Regions from separate parts of the Mus musculus genome. Here region 1 is linked to region 2. Evidence: chromatin contacts called from public HiChIP or PLAC-seq data. All regions are on one chromosome and are shown on one strand. The core of a region is the stretch at or near the end of the contact, and the rest is flanking DNA. Distances in the headings are between cores, read along the strand shown. Region 1 overlaps Gm32925 (a long non-coding RNA gene). Region 2 has its middle 33 kb from the start of Gm22808.

The links. HiChIP or PLAC-seq counts read pairs in DNA pulled down with a chosen protein or histone mark.
Region 1: an H3K27ac HiChIP or PLAC-seq map of double positive thymocytes shows a contact between it and region 2, with 7 read pairs. The contact joins two enhancer-like sites. A contact is called at or near these places in 11 of 39 promoter capture datasets (3T3-L1-derived adipocytes, cranial neural crest, embryonic stem cells and 6 more), 2 of 15 datasets of contacts at CTCF or cohesin (large pre-B cells and pro-B cells), 9 of 484 Hi-C or Micro-C datasets (CD4 T cells, DN3 thymocytes, the HPC-7 cell line and 6 more) and 5 of 115 datasets of contacts at active chromatin or transcription factors (bone marrow-derived macrophages, double positive thymocytes, embryonic stem cells and 2 more).

The regions. Positions count from the first base shown.
Region 1 is chr16:87,749,199-87,753,309 of GRCm38.p6, forward strand. The region is part of intron 1 of Gm32925 (a long non-coding RNA gene); the gene reads left to right. Among named protein-coding and RNA genes, the nearest start is that of Gm32925, 13 kb to the left of the region's middle. Within about 2 kb of position 2,238, at least 11 of the 459 cell types and tissues checked have an H3K27ac peak or open chromatin away from gene starts, as enhancers often do. A contact at or near this core is called in double positive thymocytes, where this site is marked.
Region 2 is chr16:87,652,094-87,655,802 of GRCm38.p6, forward strand. No RefSeq gene overlaps it. Among named protein-coding and RNA genes, the nearest start is that of Gm22808, 33 kb to the left of the region's middle. Within about 2 kb of position 2,273, at least 85 of the 459 cell types and tissues checked have an H3K27ac peak or open chromatin away from gene starts, as enhancers often do. A contact at or near this core is called in double positive thymocytes, where this site is marked.

The sequences.
Region 1 (4,111 bases), core at 988-3,487, 97 kb after region 2:
TTCATTACACTAAAGAGAAACATCCAGTGGAAGAGAATGCTGTAACAAGTTATGTTGGCATGCTAAGATGTCGTCTTCAACTACATTCATTAAATAATTACATAGAATATTCAAATTTCCCAATAGCATGATGGAAATCAGCACCTATCTGAATATCCAAGTTCCCTATATATATACATACATATACACATACACACACATATATATACACATACACACACGCATACACACACACACACACATATATATTCCTTCCACGCACACTCATTTCATTTATATATATACACACACACAGAGAACACACACCACTCCTTCCTTTTGTGAAAAGTTGAAAATTATTTTTATTCTTCTTGCAATGTGTTCTTTTTGAGATAGAAGGCGCTCACTATCCCTCAGAAAACTTATTCTCCAGTGAGTCCTTTGTTCACACAATGGCAAACTCCCTACCTAGAATTAGGAAGCTTATCCACACACAGCTAAAACATCTTTGAATAAAGCCACCTAGGGCTGAGAGCGCTGTGTGAAGAATTACTCATCTGTACTGCTATGGGGGGGGGGGGGGCATTGCCTCTGGGTAAGAACGTGGTGGGTTTTTAGAAGGACGGTGGAGGGTACTGTGGCTGCCGGTGACGTATGGCCAGGACTGGGCTAGAGAGAACCATGGAGCTAAAGGCAGTAAAGAGGCATGGACACAAGTCCAGGGGCAGAAATTGCTAGATCCAGTGCTGTAGTTTTTCTTGTTCTCCACTGTAATTCTCTCTGTTTTAAGCAAGTCCTCAGTGAACTGTGTTTATGTGATCATCCATGTATTTCCTGTAGTTTTGAGAATAAGGGGAGAGGCCTCTTGTTCTTAGGTAAGATCAGAACTTGGATTGCATAGACTGGTGGTGGTAAGAATGACTCGGGGAGACGTGAGGAGGCAGTCACTGAAGCAGTGGCTCCAAATGAGAACGACGTATGGTGTGGTAGACAGTGTTTGAATTTACCGAGTATTTCATTCACGCCTGCTAAACCCAGGAAAGGTCATGTCTCAGGGTTTTATTGCTGTGAAGAGACACCATGACCATGGCAACTCTTTTTTTTTTTTCATTTTTTAATTAGATATTTTCTTCATTTACATTTCAAATGCTATTCCGAAAGTCCCCTATACCCTTCCCTGCCCTGCTCCCCAACCCACCCACTCCCACTTCCTGGCCCTGGCATTCCCCTGAACTGGGGCATATGATCTTCACAAGACCAAGAGCCTCTCCTCCCATTGATGGCCGACTAGGCCATCCTCTGCTACATATGCAACCAGAGACACAGTTCTGTGTGTGTGTGTGTGTGTGTGGGGGGGTACTGGTTAGTTCATATTGTTGATCCTCGTATAGAGTTGCAGACCCCTTCAGCTCCTTGGGTACTTTCTCTAGCTCCTTCATTAGGGGCCCTGTGTTCCATCCAATAGATGACTGTGAGCATCCACTGCTATATTTGCCAGGCACTGGCATAGCCTCACCAGAGATAGCTATACCAGGGTCCTGTCAGCAAAATCTTGCTAGCCTATGCAATAGTGTCTGGGTTGACCACGGCAATTCTTATAAAGGCAAACATTTCATTGGGGCTGGCATACAGCTTCAGAGGGGTGGCCCATTATCATCATGGCAGGAAACACAGCAGCACTCAGGTAGACATGGTGCTGGAGGAGCTGAGAGTTCTACATCTTGATCTCTAGGCAGCAGGAGGGAACTGGAGTTCCATACTGGGCAGAGCTTGGGCATATAAAAGACCTCAAAGGCTCACCTCTAGAGTGACAACTTACTCTAATAAGGCCACACCTCCTGGTAGTGCCACTCTCCATGGGGCTCAAATCTATTCAAATCATCACGGGCCATTTGCTGAAAAGTGGGTGGATAATGAAATACAGGCAGGAAAACCCCTGGGCAGATGCACCAAGAAGCACTACATAGCACTCTCTGTCCTCTTTCTCGCCTGTACAAGCCGGAGCTATCTTCGCTTGGCATGTGGTGTGGATATGAAGGGTTAGCTTTACGCATCATGCGGATTTTCTCAGGCACTGGCCACATCACCAGCTGTGCTGTGTCTCTGTGTGTGTCTGTGAGGACACTTATGGATAACCTTAGCACTGGGATGAGCGACTCAGTACCCTCGACTGCCATCTCTCACTAAGTGGGTCTCACCCGGTCAATCCACCGAGGTTCTGAAAAGAACAGGAAGCAGAGAACGCACCCACTTCCGGTTGCCTTTGCTCTCAGACACGCCCTGGGTTCTCAGGCCTTCGGATTCGCATGCACCTAGTTTTGCTGGGTCTTCTGCTTGCGTATGGCAGATGGCAGAACTTCTCAGTTACCGTAGACCAGTGAGCTGTTTGCTCAGAATCTCCGTGCTGATGACTGATAAGGCCTTCCAGCTCTTCCCCTAGAACACCTCAAGAAGCGAATAAGCCTGTGCAGTTGTGAACAATTGAGAGCTGGGGCCATTTATTATTGTGGTATAGTTTGACGTGTCTTGATTTATACCATAGCATTTCCCAAGATACAAAGACGTAGAACACAGAAAAGCTGAACCCTTTATTGAGTGAGACCCAGGAGGGGAGTTCTGTAGATCTGCCGATCCTGTGGGTGGTTAGGCTTGAACTTGCACTTGGGGGTTTCATGCTGATGCCAAATAGGGCATTTATACTCTTCTGAAATGCCACTTCTGCCATATAAACATTTGTTTGCTCACTCAACAGCCCAACACTCACCTTTCACCTCCTAATTATTCAAACCATCATACTCAGAGACTCTAATGACAGCCGCCATGGGTACATAAACACCAGTGTAGAAAGCATGTATCTGATGAGCTCAGGCTTGCTTTATACGTGATTATCAAAAACTATCATTGAGAGAAGAACTGTACTCTTGGAAAGTCCTGAAAACCCCTGTCTTAGCCACTCTCCCAATTTTTACAACAGGAAGCTAATCTGCATATTATATTTTAAAAAGATTTTTAAAAGATTTGACCATTGAAGATGCATTTAAAACAATCCTCCTAGTTCCACGAGGGCAGCCACCCAGATCAATTAGAAAGGCCTCAATACTTTACAGCAGCCCGGGCATTGATGGGCATGAGTTACAGACAGAGGACTCAGCATTTGTTGCAGGGAGTTGGGAGGTCAGCCCAAAGAAGCTGTGCTTGAAAAGCAGCCTCCATAAATACTCTGTCTGTCCCTGTTCTGCCTCTCAGTAAAAGCAAGTAGAGAAACCAGAGCGTTACCCAGATAACTAGAGAGAAACAAGATTGGTGTTCGTGGCAGGTAACGAGGAGAAGTTCCTCTAGATTTTCCAGGTTTCTATTCTTTGCCTCCTGGGGTCAGCAAGAATCTGATCTGGCTCACAGAAGCCGCTTCAGACAAGGCCAAGGCTCCCAGGGGCTGCATAATGCTTCTTAGGAATTCCCCGACTCCTCGATCCGGATTTTGAAACAGCTCTGTCAGATCTCGCGGCCACGCTGTTCCCACGGGTTCATGGCAAAACCCCAATACTGCGACTGCTGTGAAATTGTTAAGCTGTTTGTGAAACCTCAGAAAGCAATGTCTCGGGCAGCTCCTACTTACGATGCTGGTGTAAGAGGACAGGGCTCTTACAGGGTGGGCAAAGGAGACCAACTGTGGCTGAGACAGGGCAGAAGATGCTGTGTGTCTGTTTCTGTAGGAGATACTTGCAGCATCCTGTGTAACACATTCCCGCAAGGCAGAACCCCTCACCGACTACCACTGCAGATGAGAACAGGAAGATTCACTAATCACACGAGGCAGGTCAAGGACCCAGGCGTGGTGGCGCACGTCTTTAATCTCAGCGCTCGGAAGGCAGAGGCAGGTGGATTTCTGAGTTCAAGGCCAGCCTGGTCTACAAAGTGAGTTCCAGGACAGCCAGGGCTATACAGAAAAACCCTGTCTCGGAAAACAAACAAACAAAATCAAAAAACAAAAAAACACAAAAGGACCCTTAAACGTGGAGGGAACCACATGACAGGGCGGTGAGCTGTGCCCTGTGTTAGATGAGATAAGAGTCCTCAGGACAGTCCCACTCACCTCAACTCTAGTGGCAGATCGGGCAGCTGGATCAGCACT
Region 2 (3,709 bases), core at 1,023-3,522:
CCAACACCGAGGATTAAGGTTCTCTAAATGGTAGCTTTTCAGTTTATTGTGTCCCAAGTATTCCAGTAATAAAAGGTTTAGTAAGCTCAAGTACAGCTGATGACGGGCTCCCAAATAATCCAGTGTAATTCTCCACCTTGCCAACAGCACACGTCAGCAGTTACCTACTCTGTGTGCTTCCCAGGAGGTGGCTAATGTAATTTTTCTAGATCCTGGATATCCTGCCTGTAACCCATGTCTCTGGCTTCGCTGTTATTCCCATCTTAATGTGGCACCACCCAATGACATCTGCCTGTAGGGTTTGCTGCCCCCATACCTTGTCTGCCTCTGCGCGTGTATTGAAAATTCCACATTCCCCACAGCCAGCCCTGCCTTCCAATCTCAGCTCTTTGTCATCACTGTCCCCTGGGACGAGTTTGACAAAGCCTGAGGATCTCTGCTGAGGTCAGCAGAATGTCGTGTCTCTCAGCTGGACGTGGGGTCCAGCGTGGGTTGTCATCTCCTCTTGTCATCCTCAGGAGTCTGACTTCTCACTCGGGCTCCCCAGGTCCTAAGCCCTTGGCTTATGCTACTGTTGTCTGCTCACCGTGCTGGGGGTCAGAAGTCTAAGACAGAAGTGTCTACACAGCTGATTTCTGTCTGAGAAAGAAATGTCTACTTTCTCTGGCTTGTCAGGGGTTGCCTTTCTCCTGTCTGTGTTCTAATGTCTTTATGAGGCTACTGGTGGGATGGGATTGGGGTCCATCTCTTAGCTTCATTCTATTCTAATTACCTGCAAAAACACTGTAACATTCTGAGAAAGGGTGATCAGCGGGGATTTCTGTGGGATCTGTCGGAGGCGGGGGACGGGGGGAGGGGGAGTAGAATTTAGCCTGCCACATGTATGTCCGGGAGAGATTTAGAGGAAACCCCAGGCCCCAGGAGTTTTAAATTCATCTACCTTCTTATTTTTCCATGAGGCAATCAAGAGGAACCCAGGTGGTTTTAAAGCGACGCCTTTGGGGGAGTTCTCGAGCAGGGGGAAATGAAACTGGCCAACATGGTTTTTCTGACTCTTGCTCTTCCCACGTTTCTGAGGGAGGGTGATTCAGGGGCCAGGCAGGACTCGTGGGTCGCATGTGGGCTACGCTGCCTCTCTGTGACCCTGGTACCACATGTGGGATCCAAAGTTGCCTGTCAAGCCGCTCTCCTGACTAAGGCACCATTTCTAGTCTCAAACCGACCTGAACACCGGTGTTCCCTCTCTATGGAATGCCCGATAATATGAAGTCATGTAGGAACCCATTTGATTTTGTATGTGTGCTGGTGTGTATTCACGTGTGTGGGGTTGTACTTGTGTGCTTGTGAAGGCACTGTTGTTCAGGTGTTACCTACCTGCTTTCCGTGAGACAGGGTCACACTGGCCTGGGGCCACCAAGTAGCCCCCGGATACCTAGAATGCCTGTCTTCACCTCGACACCACTGGGGGGAATACAAGCACGTACCATCATGGCTAGCCTCTTGTTGGTGGCTTTGGGGGACCCAGCTCAGTACTTCATATGTGTCGGTATTTACAAAGTTACAGTCCTGCTTGCAGTTTTCCCTCCTGGGTTGTAATTCCTTTAAGGGGCAGGTTTATGGTTTGCAGAGGGAGCTGTAGGCAGGGAGTTGGGAAGGTGTGGGAAATTACCATGAATTTGCTTCTAAGGAAGGTGCAACCTTGTGCCCTCTTGTATCTGCTTTGCTTTGGGCTTCAAAAAGACAAAAAGACACACCAGTAGGCCCAGGTAGGTGAACAAGAGAAATGTTTCCCAGCGAGTGCTGAAAAACGGACCTCTACCCCCCCCACGCCCCGCGTCCCCCCCCCCTCCGTACCCCATTCCCCACTCCCTATACTCTTTCCATGAAACCCAGACGCAGTCAGGGTGCTGGAGAAAAGCCCACCTTCCATGGTGAGGCTGAGTTGCCTTTCTGACGGTTGGTGGCGTGTGTTGAGCTTGTGTGTTGGTTGGATCTTGCTGCATGTGTACTTAGAATGTGTTTGGGGGAGGAAATGAGAGCTGGGCGAACAGCAAGCTTGAGGGAGAGAGCTCCAGACATTCCCATTTTCTATGTGTTTCTAAGGCATTGTGTTACCCCAGTATTTTAGAACAGCTCTCAGCCTCCCTGCTCGTGTGCTAAGTGAGACCTTTATCCCCCTTTTACACGAGAACTTTAATTTAGCTACACTCACTGTTGCTCCTCGGTTTTTATTACTTGCCAGTGTTTGTATTTGGCACCTCCCCCCTTTTCCTTCCTCTGGGGCCCCTTCCGCTCCACTCCCCTGCTTTCCCTACCGCAGCCCCCGTGGGCTGTGATGCATCCTACTTACTTTTTTGTGTGTGTGTGTGGTTTTTTCAAGACAGGGTTTCTCTGTATAGCCCTGGCTGTCCTGAAACTCACTTTGAAGACCAGGCTGGTCTCGAACTCAGAAATCCTCCTGCCTCTGCCTCCCGAGTGCTGGGATTAAAGGCGTGTGCCACCACGCCCAGCTCCTACTTAAATTTATAAAACTTTTTTTTAGGGGCTGGACCCCTCCAGTGGTATCGATGGCTGACCATAGGAAATTTCGATGGCTTGCATATTACAAGGTTGAGTTTAGAGATAGTACTTGATGGTTTATCCCCTGCCTCACACACCAGTACACACACACACACACACACACACACACACACACACACACACACACACAGATGGTCTCTATGTAATGGTATACCATCTATGCTTCCTGGGAACTCTGAGCTGAAGAATCTTGGTTGATGATGTCACGTGTTTCAGATTCTTGAGTTTCTCCTTTTGGATTCAAGGCTTCTATACCTGCTGACCTGAGCCTGCAAACCCCTTCTATTTTTTGAGAAAAGGCAAGTATAGAAAGAAATTAATAAATATCTCTGAGCACCACAGTCAGCGATTTAGCCCCATCCCCTGTGCCCACCGTATTCTTGCTGGCTGTGTGACCTTGGGTCATTTGCTTTGTCTCTTGGCTGTTTCCTTCTGTTAAAGAAGAGGACTGGCCAGCCAGGAGCACCAGTGTGCTTTCCGGCTTGTGGCTGTCAAAGTGGTCAGACATTCTTGCTGAGCCATCACCAATGGTTTTGTCCCCGTTGGGCTGGGCTTGCCAGGAAGATCTTTTGACTCATCCTTTTCTCAGACTCTGTGAGGTCCAGAACATGACTTATTCCTGCCAGCTGGCCTATCCAAGAGGGAATCCTCTTTTTTACAATTCTCTCTAGAGGTGCCGGAATTTAGTCTGAGTGTGCAATTCAGTGCATTTGCTGGCTGTCCATGTGAGATTGCCACCCTACATGGAAGCTCCGCTTGCTAAGGAATGGGGCTTGAGGTCTGCTTTCTACCTCAACTGTCCTTTCCGGATTCAGCAGAGGAACAAACCGGCACCCCTATGCAGCCCTGCTCCCCACTGCCTGGAGGCCCAGTTTCACACTGAGGTCCCTACGAATGTCCAGGTGGATGGGACCTTGGTTGTTCTTGGCGTCTTCACATATTTTCAAAGCACTTTTAATTGATTTTAAAAATCATGCTAACTTTGAGTTTTTAAAGTTTCTTTAGTTACAGCCCAAGGCCTCTAGCTCAGCAGTAGAGCTGTCAAAGAGCCCCGTAAATAAACACACTGAAAGGAAGAGGTGGGGCCATGAAGGCAGTTACAGCCAAAGACAGGGACTCGCTCGTGGTG